Linked DNA regions of Muntiacus reevesi: region 1 is linked to region 2. A link is a contact called in public Hi-C data. All regions are on one chromosome and are shown on one strand. Each heading gives the region's core, a stretch centred on a gene start, on an enhancer-like site or on the middle of the called end of the contact. The rest is flanking DNA. Distances are from core to core; before and after follow the strand shown.

Evidence for each region. A called contact is a pair of places that touch in the nucleus more often than the background predicts.
Region 1: a contact with region 2 is called in a Hi-C map of muscle, with 4 times the contacts expected there. The contact joins the promoter of MCM10 here to the promoter of FZD8 in region 2.

The regions. Positions count from the first base shown.
Region 1 is chr2:27,272,259-27,277,147 of mMunRee1.1, forward strand. It overlaps MCM10 (minichromosome maintenance 10 replication initiation factor), which reads left to right and starts at 1,353. Exons shown (of 21, transcript XM_065921119.1): 1 at 1,353-1,411; 2 at 3,842-3,926. The coding sequence starts at 3,920.
Region 2 is chr2:26,267,079-26,271,840 of mMunRee1.1, forward strand. It overlaps FZD8 (frizzled class receptor 8), which reads right to left and starts at 1,372. Exons shown (of 1, transcript XM_065921109.1): 1 at 1-1,372. The coding sequence starts at 615.

The sequences.
Region 1 (4,889 bases), core at 103-2,602, 1.0 Mb after region 2:
GTGGGTAAGTTAGGGCTCAGAGAGGTTCACTAATTTAGCCAAGGTTGCATAGTTAGTATGTGGCAGTTAAAAATCACACCCTCTTAACTCCAGAGCCTAAGCACTTAGACACACCTTCCTCTATCTAGCTCTTGTTCCTTCCTCCCCCACCTGCTCAAACATGGTCTTTTTAACACTTACAGAATAAAGTTCTTGACTTGGTATTCATCATCTGCCACACAGTTTGATTTATCAACTTAAAAAAAAAAAGTGTTTTCACCTCACCTTCTCTTTCACCTCCTCTTCAGCAAAATTGGTGCCCCCTGTCATGTTATGTAATTTGTCTTTTATGCATACATCACATCTCCCAAATTAGACGTCTTTGCCCACCCTTGCACATCAAAGGCACTAAGTGACTATGACTGATAACCAGAGTGTAAAAATGTACTGGAAATTCTCATTTGATCCTTCCTGAAACCCTCTAACCCAGGTATTGCTTTCATCAGCACTCTAGAGATGGGGGGGGGAAAAAAAAAATGAGCCCTCCAAAGCTAAGTGATTTGCTAAGAAGGCAATGCTCTCGACATTTTCTCTCTGTAAACATCTCGTGTGTGCCAGGTACAAGCAAGAGGAGAGAGAGGAAGAGATAGGACCACGAAGATACAGTCCCTTGTCTTCAGATGCTGACATTTTGATGGGAAGAAGCAGAAAACAGTTATTCCCAACTCTGACGCAATTCCCAGTCTAAGGACCACGGACTCCTCTAGAAACAGTGGTTTCTACTATGTTAAAGAATATCACCTAGTATTTCCTTCTCATTTTACAGATGATGATGATATTACTTCCCCAAGATAAGACAGAGGTAAAAGTGGACCAGACTTTTCTTTTAGTCCAATTATCTCAACTGAACACAAGATTGTAAAATAATCAACTAAATGAAATAATCAACAACATCTGTATACAGGCAACACCGGCAATCTGTGAGGGCAGGGGGAAAGTTTCCAATGAGTTCCGCGGTCTGAGCCTCAATGTGTAGGCTTGTCGGCATCAAGAGTTACCCTCCACCTCACAGGAAGAGAAAACGAGGCTCAGAATCGAATGACAGTCAGTCCCGGAAAGTGTCAGGAACTGACCACAAAAAGACACATCTACTTCCCGACGCTGGAACACTTAACCGGAGGAGCCTAGGACTTCACCGACCGGGAGTTCCCCTGCCCCCAACAAAGAGGGCGCCGGTCACGTGAGCCGATCTGATTGCTAAACGCAAGGGTCACCTTCTCCCCGCCTCCTTGAGGTCGTTTCCGCCCAGAGTTCTGAAGTAGCCAATCAGTACAGGCCCGAGAAGGCGTGCGTCTGACGTCAGAAGCTGGGGCGGAGAAGAGTTGGAATTTTGGCGGGTCCGGCTGTGCAGAGTAAAGGGGTGAGGAGCCGGGTAAGAAGCGAGTCTGCGGGTGTTGTGGGGTAGGTTGAGGGGCTTCCGAAGGCGTCTGTGTGAGGGTTTAATGAGCTCCGAGGGCGAGAGGCGCGGAGCTCGGGGGCCCTCAGGAGGGTGAGACTGGAACTAGGCAAACGCGGAGGTGGCTTGGGCCGATTGCCGGGCTGACGCGGGGCCGGGCGGCCGGGAGGGCCTTGGGTGCGGAGCCGTGGACCGTTTCGGAGCTGGGAAATGGCGGGTAGTTCCGAAAGGCGCCGAGAGGTGCCAGGCGTTCGGCCGTCCAAGGTGTGTAAGGGTCCATTTTTTTTCTCTTTAAAGGTAACCGTTTAAAACGTTTGCTAAATACATGCCCTTTGGACTTTCTCTTTTATAAATTTATGCTTAAGTTTATGATTTGCTAATAGGGGTGCAAGGCTCCCATCACATCTACTTTCGTGTTATCCAGTTTAAAGTGGGTGAAAAAGTGAAAGTGAAGTCGCTCAGTCGTGTCCGATTCTTTGCGACCCCATGGACTGTAGCCTACCAGGTTCCTCCATCCATGGGATTTTCCAGGCAAGAGTACTGGAGTGGGTTGCCATTTTCTTCTCCAGGAGATCATCCCGACCCAGGGATTGAACCCTGGTTTTCCGCATTGTAGGCGGGCGCATTACCGTCTGAGCCACCAGGAAACAGATAACAAACAGGTACACCATAGTGGAATGTGCGATCAAGTTGTGAAAGCGATGAGGTGAGAGAGTTCCAGGGGCCTGGTCAGATAGAGTGGTCTGGAAAGGCTTAGAAAAACTGGTAGTTAAGCAGAGACTGAGGAAAGAGGAGGAGATAGGGGAGAGCTTTCCAAAGAGGCCTGAAAGTACTTGTGTGTTCAAGAAGTTCAAAGCAGGCTAGTCTGGATGAAGCATTATTGCGGGGTTGGGGTTGGGTGGAGTGGTTGTAGAAAAAATGGGGAAGTGAAAGTAGGCAGGAGAGCAAGTAGGCTTTGTAAATTTTGTTCTAAGGGCAATGGAAAACTAATTAGAATTTTATTAAGGAAATATTGTAATCTGGCTTATGTTCTTAAGAGATTGCAGTTATTGCTGAGGAAAGAAAAGATTACTGTAGTGTTTTCACAGAAGATAAATTTCAGCGGAACAGAGGATAAATTTCAGAGGGACAGAGAATCTAATACAGTATTCCAGGCAAAAGATTGATAGTGACTTGGACTAGGTTTTTGGAGAGAAGTCGAAGATTTTCGACTGAAAGAGTTGAAAACCACTGAGTGACTGAGCAGGAGGTCTGTACTGGCAATCAGGGAACGGTGTTGAAATTAATCTTTCCCCAGTAGGGTACTCTGAGGTATACACTGAGTTCCAGATACTGAACAAGGCTCCCACGGGATGTGATCCTATGCCTCTGAGGTTTCTCCCACGTCCTCGCACTCCTTTCAACCTTCACTCCCTCCATTCCATCTTCCGCCAGGACCAGCGCTCCTTAAGATATCAGTACTCTCATGATTTTCCCACCTGACTCCTTAGGTTAGAGTCTTCCCAGATGGCTCACTGGTAACAGAATCCACCTGCCCGTGCTGGAGACGTGGGTTTGATCCCGGGGTGGGTAAGATCCCCTGGAGAAGGTCATGGCAACCCATTCCAGTATTCTTGCCTGGAGAACCCCATGGATAGAGGAGCCTGGTGGGCTGCAGTCCATGGGGTCGCAAGAAGTCAGACAGGACTGAGCACAGCACAGAAGATATTAGCAGTATATTGAAGAAAGAACCCTTAGCATCTGTCAGATGGTCCTAGATGATTGGGGGGGCGGTGGGTAGGTCAGAGGTGGGTTGGTTATAGAAATGACCAAGACAGTTTGCCCATATCCAACCCTCAGGAACCTTACAGTCTTTCAGGTTCCCCAGTTGACAGCACAGTGCCAGATACATGATGGATTGTGGGAATGTCTGGTGAATAAATGAAAAGAAAGCACCGTAATTAATCCTTGACATCGAACTTACCAAGATCATATATATTATAGAGCACTTAGAAGTTAAACAGTAGCCTAGAAAATTTACACTTTTGTAGTTTTAAAAATCATTTTAAATGAAAAAAGGAAAGTGCACAGGATAATATAAAGTTATCCTACTTAGCTATGCCAGCTATTCCTCTGAGCTTCATAATGCATGTTCACAGTTTGTCTCATCTGTGTAATCTACTGTCTAATCTACAAAACAACTCTGTACCTCAACGAAATTTGCCTAACAGTAGCTTGCAGACAAGACACAGGGACTGTATCCACACAAGGAGGGAGAGAAAGTTGGTTGGCTGGGGTTAGAAATGGCCAGGTCCTGGATTAATTCTGAGCTTAAGCTCCTACAATTTGTAGGATGCTGGATTTGTTGGATATGTAATGTGAGAGAGAACAATTGAGAGTGATTTTTCCTATGTTGATTCCACACAGCCAAGGTTCTGCATTGCTGCCATCTCCTGGTCACTTGATACTCCCTCAGTTTTCCATCATCACTGTTCACTTGACAGCATGGATGGTGAGTCCTGGCAGTTTTCTCAATTGCCCTTTGTTTCATGAAAAATCAATCTTTTGTCCATGGGCTTGTTGTTTCTTATCTATCTCTCTCTCTTAGTCACTAAGTCGTGTTCAGCTCTTTTTGCTGCCCTGTAGACTGTAGCCTGCCAAGCTCTTCTTTCCATGGGATTTCTGAGGCAAGAATACTGGAGTGGGTTGCCATTTCCTTCTTTAGTTGTTACTTATATCACTTATAAAATAGTGAAAATAGTTACCTTACCCTCACCATTGTCTGAGTAGTTCAATAGAAATCTCACTTCAGTCAGTGAATGTTATTTGTTTTAACCAGGTGCAGTTTCTGTTCCTAATAACATTGGTTGTCTTTTATAGTAAAGATGGTTGGCATATACTTACTATGTGCCATGCACTGCTCCAAGATCTTATGCATACAGTTGGCCTTCCATATCTGACGGTTGCCCATCTGCAGATTCAACCAACTGCTCACATATAGAGAATATTTGAGGGGAAAAAAATTCCAGAAAGTTCCAAAAAGCTAAACTTGAGTCTGCTAAGCTCTGGCAACTATTTACATAGCATTTACATTGCACTGGGTATTATAAGTCATCTAAAGGTTATTTAAAGTGTACAGGAGGATATGCATAGCTTGTATGCAAAAAATATATATGCCATTTTATTAATATATCAGGGATTTGAACATCTGTAGATTTTGGTATCCATGTTACCTTAAAATATTTATATAAATTATTTCACACTGTACGTGTTACTCCTCTCCTGGTTTCATTCAACATTGTATGTAAGATTGATCCAAATCAAAATATAGTTTATTTCTTTCAATTTCTGTATTTCTTTCAATTACAATGCATAGTAAGATTGAATCGCATTTTAATAATCCATTTTCCAGTAAAAGGCATATGGGTTAGTTCCAATCTTTTCCCACTATAAACTATGCTGCAATTATGTTGTT
Region 2 (4,762 bases), core at 122-2,621:
AGGGGGCGCAGCCGCGTCCCCGCCGCCGCCCCTGCCGCGGGACGGGGGCCGGGCCCCGGGTGGGCGGCCGTGGCCGCTGCCAGAGGGCGGCTGCTCACCGGGGGGCGGCGGCGGCGGGCGGCGCGGCGGGCTGGGCGCGGCCGTGGTGAGGTCGGTGCGGTTGTAGTCCATGCACAGCGTGTCGGGGTTGCCCTGCTCAGGCAGTCGGTCGCAGCGCATGCGGTCGGGCCAGGCGAAGCCGTACTGGCGCATGAGGGGCGCGCAGCCGGCCTTGGCGCGCTCGCACACCGAGCGGCAGGGAGGCAGGGGCTTCTTGTAGTCCTCTAGGCAGATGGGCGTGTACATGCTGCACAGGAAGAACTTGAGATCGGGCGAGCACTGGATCTCCACCAGTGGCCAGAACTGGTGCACCTCCAGGCCCGCCTCGTCCTGCGTGTCGTGGTTGAACTGGTTGGGCATATAGGTGTAGTTGTAGCCGATGCCCTTGCACAGCGGCACGGTGATCTCCTGGCACGCCAGTTCCTTGGCTGAGGCGGCCGCCGCACCGCTCGAGCGCTGCAGCAGCGCCAGGGCGGCCAGCAAAGAGGTCACTTCCAACAGGTAACCCCACTCCATGCTGCGCGCCTCGGCCCCGCGCCTTCGCCCTCCGGGCGGCGCGCGGAGGGGCGCCAGGGGTTCCTGCGAGAGCGCCGGGCTCTCCTGCCTCTCTCGGGAGGGGTTCTGCCAATAGCCTAGTCCCTTCTCGAGATGCGTCCTCTCGGGGCTGCGGGAGACGAGGGTGGCCGCCGAAGGGCACCGTGGTCCCAGGGTCTGCCCCGCTCACTCCCGCCGGGCTCAGCCCTCGCGGGACAGAGTGGCCGGCCCCCGGCTCATCTCTCCCTCCCTCGGTCGCTTTCTCCGCGCGCGCCGGTGACTCTGCCGGGCACTGAGGGCGGCGGCGCAGCAAGTTTCTTCTCGGGCCGCGGTGCGCAGTCAAGATGGCTGGGCCAGGCCGCTCTGAGCCGGGTCAGCCCCTGCAGCCCCCTTTCGGCGTCCCGGGGCTCATGCTCGCCCCCAAGGCCGCGCGGCTGCTGCCGGGGTTACGGGCCCGCCTCCGCCGAGGCCACGGCCCTCAGTCCCCGGCGTCTGTCCGTCGGTCAGCAGCCGGGATGACGGGCCCCGCCTCCGGTGGAAGTCGCGCTCCGGCCGGCACAGGGGCGAGGTGTCGGTGGTTCCCTTCTCGTTGAACTCACGGAGGCAAATCCAGGCCGGAAGGCGGAGCAGACACCTGAGCGGCGCGCCCGCGCCCCGCCGCCGCCGCCGCCGCCGCCGCCGCCGCCACCGTCGCCACCTCCTCGGCGGGAGCAGTGTCCCTCGCCAACTTCCCGCTCCGGCCCCGCTACGCCCTGGCCGGCTCATGAATATTTATACGGCGCGGACTCCGTCTCCGCCCGCGGCCGGCGCGCCAATCCCGGGCTCGGGGCGGAGTCTGCGCGCTCCCCAGGCCCCGCCTTCCTGGGGCGGACCCGCCTGTCCCCTCGGCAGTGCGCGCTGTCTGCGGCTGGAGTCCGGATAACCTTGGGGTTGACCGCAGAGACGGGTTTTGCCACGAACGTCCCCGCGGCGCTCTGTGGGGCTGAGGTCGGGGTTCCTTCACCCCAAGCCTGCGCTTGGGAACTGGGGAAGATTCTTTATGCAGCGCGCGCTTTCAGAGGCCAGTTTCGAACTAGTCAAGCCCTTGCTTCCTACGCTCCCCGAACGTGGGCAACCTGCTGGCGAGGGGACCCCGCGCCCCTCAGCCAGCCGGCGCGTGCGCGGGGGCTTTGCGGGGGAACGGGGAAGCGGTGCCCTTCTTGGGATTGTCAGACGACGGTCTTGGAGGCTTGGCGATGTGGGAAGAATGGAATGACTGCAGTTCATTCTAGATGGTGGGGCTGGACTGGGGGCAGCCGGGGAAGAGGTACCCGGGAGCCCAAGGGCGCGCGCGCGAGGGGCGTGGGCACCCGGGCGGGCGGGAAGAAAGGGGTCTCCTCTTGCCTCAGCTGAGGGACGTGAGGCAGCGTCAGTTTCCCTACCTGGAGAGTGGGGTTCAGATCTCAAAGGGGTTTAGTTCAGATCTCAAAGGGGGTTCTGCTAATTAGGCTAGGTAAGATATATAAAGCATCCGGACATATATAAAGAGCTCCCTTAAGAGATATAATTCCCTTTCTTCTTTAAAAAAGAAAAACAGAAAGGGAGAAAGAAAAACTTATAGGACAGGCTGGAAACTCTGTGGCTGGATTCTCCCTTTTAGCCTCGCGCTTTTGGAACGTATGTGCGTCTCTCCAAAGTTGACATGTTTTTGCCAGAGCCTCCTCCTCCCCGTGGGAGGCGGCGCCGGGCCCTGGCGCGGACGCGCGGACACGTCTCCGCGGTGTTCCCGGGGCCGAGCGGCTGGGGACGCGGCCAGCGAGCGAGGCCCCCGCCAGCTCGTAGCCACCTTAGACGGGGAGGGGCCCGAGGGGCGGGCGGCCTGGCAGGTTCATTTACGCTTGTTAGGACGTCCCAGGGGGTTGTCTTTCTCCGAGAATGGAGTGTTTATTTTTTAATTGATGTGCTGTTTCATTTAGCGCTTGTATGGAACTCACGCTGGGGCTGTAATTACTGTAATCTCGGGAACAAGCATTTCAGTTAGCCAGGAGAGTGGCAGCAGACGTCTGTCTCTCTCTCTCCTCCTTTCCCTCTCCCCTCTCTCTTTTCCCTCTCCGCTGGAAAACTAAAGTTATTGAGGCTATGGGGACGAAGGAGAGGTATAACTAAAAGCTCCTTTGAGGCCAGGACTTTTTTTATTGGCTTGGGGGAGCGGGGGAGGAGGATGCAGTGGTGGTGGTAGTTGGTAATTACCTGTTTACAAACAACTCTTGTCGTGAAACAAAAATAACTAGCAGCATCTGTATATGCCAGGACCCTATGTCTCTCTCGTCATGTTCTCTCTAGCTTAATTTAGCAACAGCATTCTAATTAGAAAGATAAAATCTCCCAACCCCTCCCCCGCACCCCAGCCCCACCCCTAATTTTTGGCAAGTTCGGTATTTCCACCAAGAATTCTAGGCAGAGCCACCAGGCTGTAGTCATACCCCCATTGTCCTTTTTCTTTTAAACTGGTTTATTTAGAACCTCTTTATACCAAAACAAAACACTTCCTTCGCATTTTTTGTTTTAGTAAAACTATACTGAATAGGAACCAGAAATTCCGAGGCTTCAGAAAGATTGGCTGATTCAGCAGAAAATGATCTCGAGTTTTCAAAAATGCAAAGACTAAACTATTACTTGGTCTTTTAAAAATGAATTTCTTTCCTTTCTTCGGATGGGAATTCCCTTTGTGGCATATGGAACGCAGAATGTCACCTCTATCCTGTTGGCATCCTTTTCAAGCCATGGCCATAATCCAGAACATTCAGCTGCAGAAAAACAGCAGGTGATACCTGGAGATATGATGCTAAGCACAGTAGAAAGGCAAATCACCCAGTTTGAGGACCAGCCTGGGCCCTGCCTCCCCCTGACCACAGATAGGAGGCGCTTGCTTCCAAAAGCAACATAGACAGTTTCTTATGATTTTCTTCGGCAGGAAATGTCAAATAGTGGAGTTTAGAATTACACTATATAAATTTACTTGAATTGGGTAAAAACAAATTGACATTTGAAAGTTGAGGCTGCAAATAGTTGATTTTGGCTTTTAATTAGCATTAAAAAAAATTTTTCCCCCCTTTTGAGACGGGATGAAAGCTCTGATGATGTAGAATGTGGAAATTTGGGGAAAATATATTAAGCTTGCTGGAGAAAAGCAGACAAAAAGTTCAGAGCTTTCAAAAATCATTTATCAGCTATTGAGTGTGAGATTAAAACCATTTACATAAAATCATTAAATGCTTACTTTTAATTGAGAGAATAGAAGAATAGCATTTAAATTTTACTATTAAATTAAATGGATACTTGGCAATCTTTGCGAGCAGAAGAGGCTTAGGAAGCCAATTAGTGTATAAAAGGCAATGATGGGTCAGCAAAAAGAAACTAGGATCATTTATCAACATCCTGGCTAAATAATGATTTTTCTTTTGTATGTAAAGCAGCTGCTTTTTAAGGGAGGGAAAATAGCTTTAGTAGTGACATAAATAATGTAGGGAACTTTCTAGTGGGATTTCTGAACAGATGTCTGGTTACTGAATAGCCCAGGAGCATAATGATATAAACAAGTTGAAGGCATGAATCTAACAGAGAGGAGGGGATGTTAAAAAACATTGGGTACCTACTTAGATGATTAACTATCAATATATTGTAAGTAGTAAACTTAAGAAACTTTGATGAATTATGTTTCAGTGAATTTTAATTTAAAAGTCCAACCTAAAATTCTTGGTCAGGAAGACCATCCAAGTCTATATTATTACAGAATATTAAACTCTATCAAATAATATTGATGTTTCTTGATGTTTTAGAATCTATCTTTCAAAGGCTTATGCCTTGAGACACCCAACCACAGATGGAAGGAAAGGTAGAGATTAATCGGTCTTGCTTCAAGCTCTGTTAGAATTAAAATGGGTGAGATTACTTTTCTATCCTTCCATATCTATAATTAACTCCATTAAAGGGCTTCCATTTTCTCCACCGCCACGAGAAGGACTCTGCAAGGAAGAAGTACCCCTTGCTGTGTCTGCTGTAAGATAACTGAGGCAAACAAGTGCCACTGGCCAGGAGTCAGATTTCCACTTTACATGCAGCTGCCATTTTGGAAAATGGTACCTGCACT